2 separate regions of the Mus musculus genome follow, and region 1 is linked to region 2. A link is a contact called in public promoter capture Hi-C data. All regions are on one chromosome and are shown on one strand. Each heading gives the region's core, a stretch centred on a gene start, on an enhancer-like site or on the middle of the called end of the contact. The rest is flanking DNA. Distances are from core to core; before and after follow the strand shown. Region 1 holds the start of Olfr275 (olfactory receptor 275). Region 2 holds the start of C630028M04Rik (RIKEN cDNA C630028M04 gene).

Region 1 (5,990 bases), core at 852-3,351, 770 kb after region 2:
TTTTTGTTTTTGTTTTTTTTGGTTTTTGGGTTTTGGTTATTTTATTTATTTATTTATTTATTTATTTTAGAAAGAGAGAAAATGAGAAAATGAAGTTGGGTAGTTATAGTTGTAGGGAAAATCTGTAGGGGGGAGTTTGAGGGGGAGACAAAACAAAGAAAAAGTGAAAAAATACATTGTAAGAGATTCTCAAAGAATTAATAAACCATATTCCAAAGAGGATAAGGGATCTAGGATTACTTCTAGTTTTCTGACTAGAGAAAATTCTAATATTCAAGTACCTAGCACATTGGGTACTGTGTCAGTTCCTTTACAGAATATCTCTTTCCTCACAATGACCCTAATAAATACTGACACTTCCCTTTTACAACTCAACTGAAGTCCGCAAGACTCTCCAATTTGTCCAGAAAACAGAAATGACATGTGGAAGTGGAAAGTGTTTAGCCCTTTTTGTGAACAATGCAATCCTAAAGTTAAAAAGTATTAATTATACACATGATCCCAGGCCCATGGATAAGAGTGAATAAACAGTAGACCCAAAGGGTACATGTTGATTGCAAATACAAGTTAGTAAATATAGGGTTTGGATTGTAATGGCTTAATTTTAGGCAATAGGTCAAATACATAACTATCTTTATCTGAAAATGAAGAGGCATTTGATAAGTGAAGTAGATTATATAATGGCCATGGCTATAATCTATTAAATGAGAATAGTGTTATTCAGCTACAATTTCACAGCAAACATTTGTCCATGTATTTCCCCCATACCACCATACAGTGTCAAACTTCAGAGCATCTCTCAAAAGCAGGCTAGTTGTAAACTGGTGTGATACAGCTCAGCGGGATAAAGCCAGCCATTAGCATTCTAACGTCAAGATGCTTTTATATGCATCAGCTAACTTCCCCATATGAAATGCATTCCTTCATCAGGTGCAATTTCATTTTCCATAAAGATTGCCTGTAAGTCTTCTCATTAAGCCATCATCAGGAAGAGCAGTTACCCAGGCTCTTGTTCACCCATCTTGATGCTTCCATATCTAGCACAGCTTGTCTCATGCATACTATGAAACTCTCCTAGTTGAAAGAGAAAGATGACACTATCTTTTTCTTTTACATCAATGCAGCAAGCCTAACTTACTTCATAGCATATTTGAAAAAGAGTAAAGTTCCTCCTCCTCAAAGCAGTGACAATAGGAACATGCTTATTTCTTGTTTGAATAACAGCACAATTAGACTAAGCAAACTACTGGTGATAATTGGATCTATGGGACATCATCCCTGGAGTTTCAGTGTTTGTAATGCTGTTCTGACAGATTTGCAACTTTAATTTGCTGCAATATGGGAAATTTTTCAAAAGCAACAAATAGACTAAATTGTCTTCCGGAGGCAGAGGCTGGTCCTTTGGAGAATGTTTCTGTAGCTCAGTCGCTAAGGCAACTACAGACATGAAAAATGCAGACATTAGGTATTTTTCACCATGAGAATATCCATCATCACTTTCTTATGTTCAAAGGGAAACTCCGATTTGTTTCCCAAAGTTCAAGGTCTTCAATTAGTTTCTTTTATATCTTCAGAAATCTGTACATTATTTTACGTATCGACTCTCCAAACCATTGTGAGCATCTCTCTAGGACTGGCAAAAGAAACTGTGAACTTGGGAGCTAGAGATTTTCCTTCATGAAGAATATTACCAAGCTAAGAGAAGAAAATCATCTTAGTAACTTAAAGGTAAAAACACATTTGTAGCTGATCTACAAATGTAGTTTTGCAATAAGGGGGGAGCAAACGATTGCTTCTTTTGTTATTCTCTTACCATGTTTACTTAATGAATTCTTCTCTCGCTCCATCTTAACAGGAGGAAAGGTCTTGCTGCAAAAGCAGCAAGTTCACCATTTACTGGTGACTTCGTGGCTAAGTTATATTAATAACCAATTGTTCAAACGTGCACTTCTACAATAATACTCTCAATTTAGAGAGGCACTTAAATACAAAGCCAAAGTTCATATGAAGGAAAAACTGTGAGAAAATTTAAAGCAGGATTGGTTGCTTTATATATTTCTGCTCTGTAATTAGGACATACATATGAATATACTACCATAAAATGGTTCAGGGAAATTGGACCTCTGTCACAGTGTTTGTTTTTCTGGGATTTTCGCACTACCCCAGAATTGAAGTCACCGTATTTGTGCTGTGTCTGCTGATGTATCTGATCACCTTGCTGGGAAATACTATTCTGATCTCCATCACTATCCTTGATTCTCATCTGCACACTCCCATGTACTTTTTCCTCAGCAACCTCTCATTTCTGGACATCTGGTATACCTCTTCTGCTCTCACTCCTATGCTGGCAAACTTTGTTTCAGGGAAAAACACCATTTCCTTCTCGGGATGTGCCTCGCAGATGTACTTCTCTCTTGCCATGGGCTCCACTGAATGTGTGCTCCTCTCTATGATGGCCTATGACAGGTATGTGGCCATCTGTAACCCACTGAGATATCCCATTATTATGAACAGGAGGGTCTGTGTACAGATTGCAGGCAGCTCCTGGGTTACAGGCTGCCTCACTGCCTTGGTGGAAACTGGACCTGTGATTCATCTGTCTCTCTGTGGTAACAGCATCATCAATCATTTCACCTGTGAAATTCTGGCTCTCTTAAAATTGGCCTGTGGAGACACTTCCATGGTACAGTTAATTATGCTGGTGATCAGCATTCTTCTTCTCCCATTGCCAATGTTGCTCATTTGTGTCTCCTATGCATCTATCCTCTCCAACATCTTGAGGATCAGCTCAATGGATGGCCGAAGCAAAGCCTTTTCAACATGTGCAGCCCACTTGACTGTGGTGGTTCTGTTCTATGGGACAGCTCTCTCCATGTACCTGAAGCCCTCATCTGTAAACTCACAGGAAATTGATAAATTTATGGCATTAATATATACTGGACTAACACCAATGCTAAATCCTATTATCTACAGTCTACGGAACAAAGAAGTAAAAATGGCTGTGAAAAAATTGTTGATGAAAAACCCCTTCAGTGCTATCTTAACTTCTGTCCTCAAATAATATTGAAATAAGGCATACTCATCTAGATAAATCTTCAAATTGTTGAGAGAACTGCATAATAATACAAGCCAATTTCCCAGAAAACACTAATTTTAATCACAACTACCATTATGTCATATATCCTGATTTGCCTTGTAAAATGTTTTATATCAATGAATCATTTATATAGAAATATGTTGTCAAGAAGGTAGTTAGTACTTATTGCATATTAGTATAAACTTAAAATGATGTAGCTACCTATTTTTCTATTTGACCTACTAAATGATCTCACTGTCTAGCAGTGACATAACCATGAAAATAAGTAATATAATAAGGATGCAGAATTGTTAGAAAATTCTGAAGTGACATTTTCTCAGTGATTTGCAAATATCTCTGCATTTAAAAAGAAAGATATTTTAAGTTAGCATGTACATATGACCATCACTATCTGGTACTCTTCTAGTTTCTGAACATTAAAATGTTAAATTTATTTTTTTCAGATTTGGAAAGACCAACTTTGAATGACAACTTATTTAGGTTGCATATGTTGAAGAAGGATAAATATCTATAACATAACAAGAATATCATGATAAGGATTGCAAAATTATATTTTTATTTATGTGCTTCAATAGAAATATAAAAATGGGAGATCCGGAATTATGGGTCTAAGATGAAATGATTTCATATTATACTTCAGTGTCTTAATAAATTCATCAATTACCCACCCAAATTATTAACACATTAAACAACCGGTCTGGAATTGTAGCTCGATACAGCATGTACAAGGATTTAGCTTTAACCCCTCAGCACTGTTGAAAAGACATTTTAAAAACATGTTGCTTAACTGACCATGTAGGACTGATAAAGAAAGACCCCTACTCTATGTTGAGTGTAGTTTAAAAGAGATATTGTATCTGTCTTTAAAATATATGGACTAAAACATTCATAAATGTGTTCAATATGATTGAACAAAACTGCAGACTAAGATGTCACCATGATACAAACTAATGTCTTTTCCTTTTCTATTAAATCCTCCTAGAATCTGAACACAAAGCTGACATGTATGTTACTTCCTTGAAATTATGTAAATGATGGCTTCATCCTGTGAAAGTGTATCTCGTGCTACTGCAGACAAGCTTCATGTGGACCTTATGTTTAAGAAAGGAGAGATGATCACACATAAGCATCACCCCAGCACTGGTGTGAACTCTTGTAATCCCAACCTTGTGGAGGCTTAGACAGAAGGATTATAGAGCCAGCTGTGATCACACACTGAGATCCTCACCCAAAACACAGAGGATCTGAATAAAGAAAAAGAAGAAGAAAGTAATGAGGGGGAGAGAGAAAGAGACAGAGAAACAGAGGCGGGAGGTAGAATGAGGAAGGGAAAAGGGAAGGGAAAAATGAAGGAAAGAAGTTACTATGTGAGACCCATACCTGAGCAAGACAGGACTCACAAAAAATAAGTCAGTCACTGGTGCATGGATTTAGGGAAGAAGTTTATAAGAAGCATGTAAGGATTCAGTGGGGGTAGAATCCTTCTGGTGATCTTAATTCAAATGCCCTCAGCATGTACGAGAGAAGTTCTCACTCTCGGCCATCTGATACTACAGTCTGTCAACTCAAAATTCTCCAAAGGGAGGGACGGTTATTTTTATTTCATCTCTACTTAAATAGCTCATTGTAAACAGTGACCACAATATAATATTGGTTTGGGCTAAGAGTCCACAGTTTGTAGAGGACATATCTGAATGAGAAATGTCCTCTGGAATAGCTTATGAAGCTGCTCAGAGGCAAAACCCAGTAACGTGGCCTCAGTTGCTCTGGTTGGGTCAGTAGCCTAAACAAGGTCCTCTAATTTAAGAGTTTGGGGAGTAAGCTTTTTTTATAGTCTAGATGTTTTGTGTACCCCACAGATAAACCTGTGTATGCAATCTTGGATCGCGCTTTAATTACTTCATCACTGTTACTTGTTCTATTGGGAGTAGCCCCCACCTCTGCTGCAGCCCTTACTGTATTTAGAGAGGAAACAGTTCATTGGAATGTGCCTGACTGAATCACACCACAGTTCATGTCTGCTTCTCTGGAGCAACATCCAGTTTATTCTTTGTTTGTAATGTTTACATTCATTGGTCTTCCATACTTCAGTGCACAGGTGATTGACTTTGGTGAATGAGTTTTGTTTTGGAAGCTTTACCACTTTAGCTCTCACAGAGCAGCCATGATTTCAAGGTCTAAGGGAGAACTCACTGGCTATGAACCACCTTTGGAAACCACCTCCAGGTACATTCGTGCAAACTGATAGGAAACACTTTCTTGTCAAATAGTCTGGAGGTATCATTGTCGCATCATGTGGGGTAACTCCATTGATACCGTGCACATGTGCGTGTGTGCACGTATGTGTGCATGCACATGTGCTTATGTGTGTGTGTGTGTGTGTGTGTGTGTGTGCATTTGTATGTGTTGTTAAGTAACTTTATAAAATAGTATGCTTTCCTATAGCTTGTCAAAATATGCTTAGTATTACTTATAATACCTGCCTCTCCCTCTGTATCACACCAACTCTCTTCTTCTCTCCATCTTTCTATGTAAATTCTAAGTTATACACACAAAACAAATGATTCAAAGTATGATCCACAAATAAGAAAGAACATATGGTGTTTGTCTTTCTAGTGTGGTTTACTTTGCTTGGTGTAGTGTTTCCCAGTTCTATTCATTTACCTGAAGTCTTCATGATATCACTTTTCTTTACCACTGGAAACATTTTGATTGTGTATATATACACCACACTTTAATTATCTACTCGTCAGCTGATGGACATTTGGTTGCTCCCATTTCAAAGATATTGTGAATCAAGCAGCAATTAATATCATCAAGCAAGTTTCTATAGAGTGCAATGTCCAGTCCTTCAAGCATACATCAAGAAGTAGTATAGCTGGGATATATGCTA
Region 2 (5,863 bases), core at 2,239-4,738:
AATACAAATCAAAACAACCCTGAGATATCACCTCACTGTAGTCAGAGATAGCTAATATCAAAAACTCAGGTGACAGCAGATGCTGATAAGCATGTGGAAAAGGGGAACATTCCCCCATTGCTGGTGGGATTGTAAGCTGGTACAATCCCTCTGGCAATAAATCTGGTGGTTCCTCAGAAAATTGGACATAGTACTACCTGAGGATCCAACTATATCACTACTGGGTATATACCAAAAAAGTGGTCCAACATATCAAAAGAACACATGTTCCACTATGTTCATAGCAGCCTTATTTATAATAGCCAGAAGCTGGAAAAAACCCAGATGTCCTTCATCAGAGGAAGGGATACAAAAATGTGGAATATTTACACAATGGAATACAACACAGCTGTTAAAAACCATGACTTCATGAAATACTTAGGCAAATGGATGGAACTAGAAAATATCATCCTGGGAGAGGTAGCCCAGTCACAAAAGAACACACATGGTATGCACACACTGATAAGTGGATAGTGCCCAAAAGCTCAGAATACCCAAGATAAAATTCACAGACCATATGAAGGTCACAAAGAAGGAAGACCAAAATTTGGATGTTTCAGTCCTTCTTAGAAGGGGGAACAAAATATTCAGGGGGAGGTAGGTGGTTGGAAGGGACTTGGGAGGAAGAGAGGAAAGGGAAGGGGAAAAAGGAGCAGGATCAGGTATGAGAGGAGACAGGGATGATATATAGTGTCAGGAATTTGAAGAGATGTGTGTAGCAATGAGAGATGGGAAACTGAGGATAGCCACCAGCAAATCCTAGATACCAGGAAAGCAAGATGTTGCAAGGACCCAACAGGGATATGATTAGCTGAAATGCCCCAACAAAGGTGAAGGAGAACCTGTAGAGACCGTATCCAAAGGCTAAGCAAAGCCCCTCATTGGAGGATGGGGCCAATTATTAACCCTGAAAGGCTCCTGTCTAAAGAAGATACAAGGACAAAGTGTGGCGCAGAGAGTGAAAGAAAGCCCATCCAGAGACTGACCCACCTGGGGATCCATCCCATATACAGACACAAAACCTAGACACTATTGTGGATGCCAAATATTTGATGACAGGATCCTGTTATATCTGTCTCTGGAGAGGCTCTGTCAGAGCCTGAAAAATGCAGAGGCAGATGCTTGCAGGCAACCTCTGGTTTGAACATGGGATCCCCAATGGAGGAGTTAGAGAAAGGACTGAAAGAGCTGAAGGGGTTTGCGACCCCATAGGAAAAACAATATCAACCAACCAGACTCCCCAGAGCTCCTAGAGACTAAACCAACCAAAGACTACACATGGAGTGACTCATGGCTCCAGCTGCATATGTAACAGAGGATGTCATTGTCTGGCATCAATAGGAGGAGAAGCCCTTGGTCCTGTGAAGGCTCTACTCCCGAGTGTATGGGAATATCAGGGAGGTGAGGTAGGAGTGGGTAGGTGGAGAGAGAATCATCCTCATAGAAGCAGGGACAGGGGAGTTCTGGAGGGTAAACTGGCAAAGGGAATTTGAAATGTAAATATATTAAATATCCAATAAAAATATGTTGTAATGTAATTTTTATAATTATGCATAATTAATTACCTACTAAATACACACTAAGGCACGGCTACTTTTTCACTTTTTTTCTAATCCTACAATTTTGGCTTCTATTTGCCAAGAACCTCTTGAGAAGCTTTTATCAGTGTGATTTTGAAAAGCAGTATTAATTTATCTTGCAAGCATTTTTGTTATGATTTCTGATTTTGGAATAAACACAGTAAGGGGAGTGTAGTTCACGTGTTGTGAACGACTTCCCAGTCCTCCCAGGTACTGGAGCTCAATTAAATAGGCTCAAATCCCAGTCTGTATAATTGTAGGTATGACTTTGTATAAAGTTATTTAATTCCCCTTTGTGCCAATTTTGTAGTCATTAAATGGGGATATGATATTGCCTCATTTATTAGTCAATAATCAACTATTAATGTCTGATGAAAGTACAATAAATATCTCAATGCTTTTCAATGTAGGAAATATTAGCATTTCTGTGTCCTCTGAGAGTGATTGATCAGATGAGAATCATCTTTTGACTGTTCAGCATCTCTCTTCCAAGTGTCTGCCAGCACCTCTCTAGCTAGACTGTATTGGTTATTCCTCAGTGAGGGAAAACACACAAATACACAGAACTTTTCAAACTTGTTTACATTACATCTGCTGACATTCCCTTTCTGAAAGCTATTCATGGAGCTCTATCCAACCCCCAAGAGAAACTTTGCTCATTCACATAGATTAGGCAAAGTAGATCGTTTTAATCTTTAACCTTGTTTGAAGAAAAATTAATTAATAAATTAAAACACTTAACATGTGATCTAAAGGCACTCAATAGTTTGATAGCAACATTATCCTCATCATTATCTTTATTTATTTTTAATTTAAACTTGGTTGCCAGTTAACAATGCATGTAAAATTCTGTTTGTTTGCTAAAACCTCAACTGTTAAACAACATGGAAAAGCAGCCCCAGTTAATTTTTTTCATAAAATATAAGGTATTTGATTGATATATTCAGTCTGACCATGTCACCAGACAAATGTAAGACATTTGGCTTACATTTCTCTCTATATGTTTATGTAGAATATTTCTATGGTAAATTTTGAAAAATATAAATACAAGAGAAAAGTGATTTATTTGGGTTCTAGAAGTTTGGGTATCTAGTTGATTTATTTTGCTTTTAGAGATTTCACTCCACACTCTACAGTTGACTGGCTCCATTGTTTTGGGGCCATAGTGTGACTGAATATCATGCTGGGATGCAGAAGTCAGAGATATAAATCAGCTCACTTATATGTAGACAGGAAGCAGAAAGAGTACCTATACTAATGGCCTCTTCCCCAGTTCTTTTTAGTTTTTTCTGATCTCCAGCTCTTTGGATGGCATTGCCAACTTTCAGGACAGAGTGTTCTCTTTTAGACGCTCTGGAAATGGGCTTATAGACACACCCAGACATCTGGAAATGGGCTTATGGATACACCCAGATGTACATTTTACCAGCCTCCACAGTATCACTCACTCCAACTGACAAACAAAATTAATTCTCACATTCCCTGCAAGTTTAATTTGAAATTATACACAGTCAAAGACAGCAAAACTAGAAAAAGATAAATGGGAGGGGAAATGAGGAGACAGTTGCTATTACTCTTCTCAACAGGAGTGATATACTGAGCTTATAATTTACCGTTTAGGTTGTAGTAGTTTCATACTGGCTATAAAAACCCCACCTGCTTTCGTATATAATGGCATTGACATATAAAACCCCTCTATAGTTGATAAGGCAGGCATCATTATTTATAATTTATACATGAGGTAATTAAGATTCATATAGCATTTACCTTGACAGAATTCTTTAATTAGCAATAGAGCTGTTATTTTAGCGTGAGTACTCTGCTTCTTAAACCACTGTTCCTTCCATCAGGCACAGAACACGCTGGATCTGACTTAATTATGGAATAAAATGCATCCAAAGGCTCTGCTGATTAGCAGAGTTGCCACACAACTTCCATCAGCCCTCCTCAGCAATCTGTTCACGATCCGAAACTGCAAGTGTGTACATGCCTTGACTTGGAGGAAGACAGTGTGGGCAGCAGATCACAGAAAAGACAATCTAACCAAAAATATAATACAAACATCTCTTGAATTTTGTCTACAGACAGTTAATACATTATATTTATTTACATTTCTAGTTGTATATTCATTTCCAGAAAAACCTACGCTAATATCCAGTTGATCTTACATTATTATAGGGGAAACCTTCACAGCACTAAATAATTGATCTTTCCTTTGTTCATTCACTAGTGGTGGGCTAGTTTAATAGGTAAATCCATTAAGTTAATTACATATTGAATCTATTGGCTGTTCAATTTGAGGGGGCATAAACATGGAATTTGATCATTCAACTTCAGATTATTAACATTAATAAAGTTAAGTATTTAAGGTATGAACAGAAAACTAATTTAAAGTATTTTATGCAGAGACATGTATACACAATAAAACAAAGAGGTGTCTAAGAGGCCAAAAAATAACAAGAAAAATGATTTTATCGTTCACTCATTCCTTTGTCACAGATTTTAAAATCAGAGAAGATGTTTTGGCTACCACCATCTTTTGAAACTTTTCCAGTTTTAGAGAAACTCTTTAATGTTAACCCCCCCCCCCATATTTTCACATCCTATTTCTATCTGATCAATAAGTCCTTTTCATCTTAAAGAGTTATTCAAATGTTTGCCCTATATATGTCAATTACTAGTGCTATTCAGGAGCCAACACTATGCCTTCCTGGAAATTTTGCAAAACTATTTAATACATTGAGTACTTTTTTCTAATATGCCTCTATTCTACTGGCCCATCTGCAGTGTGTCTATTATTTAATATTCTTCAAAATTAATTGGTGTGGAAAAATGTAGAAGGCCTTCCACAGCAGTAGTATAATACTTGAAATCAACACTAGAGAACGGTATGAAATCGTGTGTTTAAATGTAAGCTATGACTCATTATTATCCAAAATTCAATGAAGACCTTGACATTCCTTTGAAAAATAAATTTATGTCACTCTACTGAAATGCATCTTCACTGCTTACAAATTAAAATTATATAGCTTTATATGGCATAGACGATACAGAACAATGCTAATCCTCCACCCCTGTAGCTCTTTGGGACTTACTTACGTAATTTCTGGAACTCTAGTTCTTCCTTCATAGACTTCTCAGCACATAGGATCCATCCTCTGATCCTCTCTGCACATCTGTAAAACAAGCTGGCAAACATCTTCTGTTATGTACATTATGTAATTTTATCTATCTTACAAGCTATGTCTTACTGTTATTATTGAAAATCTCTCCCCAATATGCTGAGTTCTGGTCTCAATCCTATTGTGTTTCTTGAATTAATAAGTATACAGTTTCATCAAATCATATCAAAGCTTACAGATTTGACCTAAGTTCAAATGCTTTTATGCTCTGCTATATTTGTAATAAAGCTATACTGGAAAAAATATATAATAATTTAGTTCAAAATATCATGGGATATTCTGAAGCAATTGAAAGAACCTAGTGGGGAATCCCCCCCCTCAACTCCCGATTCAGCGTGCACCCAAGAATCACGACTAGAACACAACACCTTGATGTAACAACACAAGGTATTTTAATGGCGGAGCTCCGGGTCGAAACATATCTCACACAGGAGACAGTGGATTCAACCACGAGGCTTGGAAGCTAGGGGTTTTTATAGAAAAGGAGTGGGGCTGGGGGAGGAATTGGCGCAGTTTCACATGATTGGTCCATTTAAACATCAGCAGCCTGTTAACATTTAACTTAGGTCAGAGGGGTGGGAGATAGGGAGGCGATGGGCCTGTCCGGGCATGTCCTGGTCTGTTCTGCTATGTTCTCAGCCCCAGGTTTCAAAGCTCACAAACAACTCTTTGGGCTATTTGACATACATTACATGAATCACAGGTCTCAAGTTTTATTTCCTTTCACAATCATGGTACTCAGCCATTCTGGTTTTAGTAACCAGGAGAGTATGGCTAAGCAAAGTGGCTTCAAGTTTAAGAACACAACTATCTAACCACTTTAACACTTTACTTACTATGTGACCTTGTAAAAGTTATTTAGCTTCTCCCAGCTTCTATCACCTCCTCAGCACAGAAGAGGATGATAAAGCTGGCTTTAACTCACAGGGTTTTATAACAGATTGTTGTAACCCCAAGGTAGGTGCGAGTCACTAATGAAGACTTATAGCTCTCAGTCCCTTGCTAACAACTCTAATTTCTCTCTAACCTGCATGAGCTGATCACATTAAACATGCTTGACAT

What was found. Promoter capture Hi-C pulls out the DNA fragments that hold promoters and counts their contacts.
Region 1: a promoter capture Hi-C map of hippocampal neurons shows a contact between it and region 2, with 2.7 times the contacts expected there. The contact joins the promoter of Olfr275 here to the promoter of C630028M04Rik in region 2. A contact is called at or near these places in 3 of 39 promoter capture datasets (embryonic stem cells, hippocampal neurons and liver).

The regions. Positions count from the first base shown.
Region 1 is chr4:52,823,298-52,829,287 of GRCm38.p6, forward strand. Olfr275 (olfactory receptor 275) reads left to right here and starts at 2,102. Exons shown (of 1, transcript NM_146858.2): 1 at 2,102-3,061. The coding sequence starts at 2,102. The coding sequence ends at 3,061. 4930552N02Rik (RIKEN cDNA 4930552N02 gene) reads left to right here. Exons shown (of 4, transcript NR_040661.1): 3 at 2,364-2,466; 4 at 4,080-4,972.
Region 2 is chr4:52,047,622-52,053,484 of GRCm38.p6, forward strand. It overlaps C630028M04Rik (RIKEN cDNA C630028M04 gene), which reads right to left and starts at 3,489. Exons shown (of 3, transcript NR_040668.1): 1 at 3,387-3,489.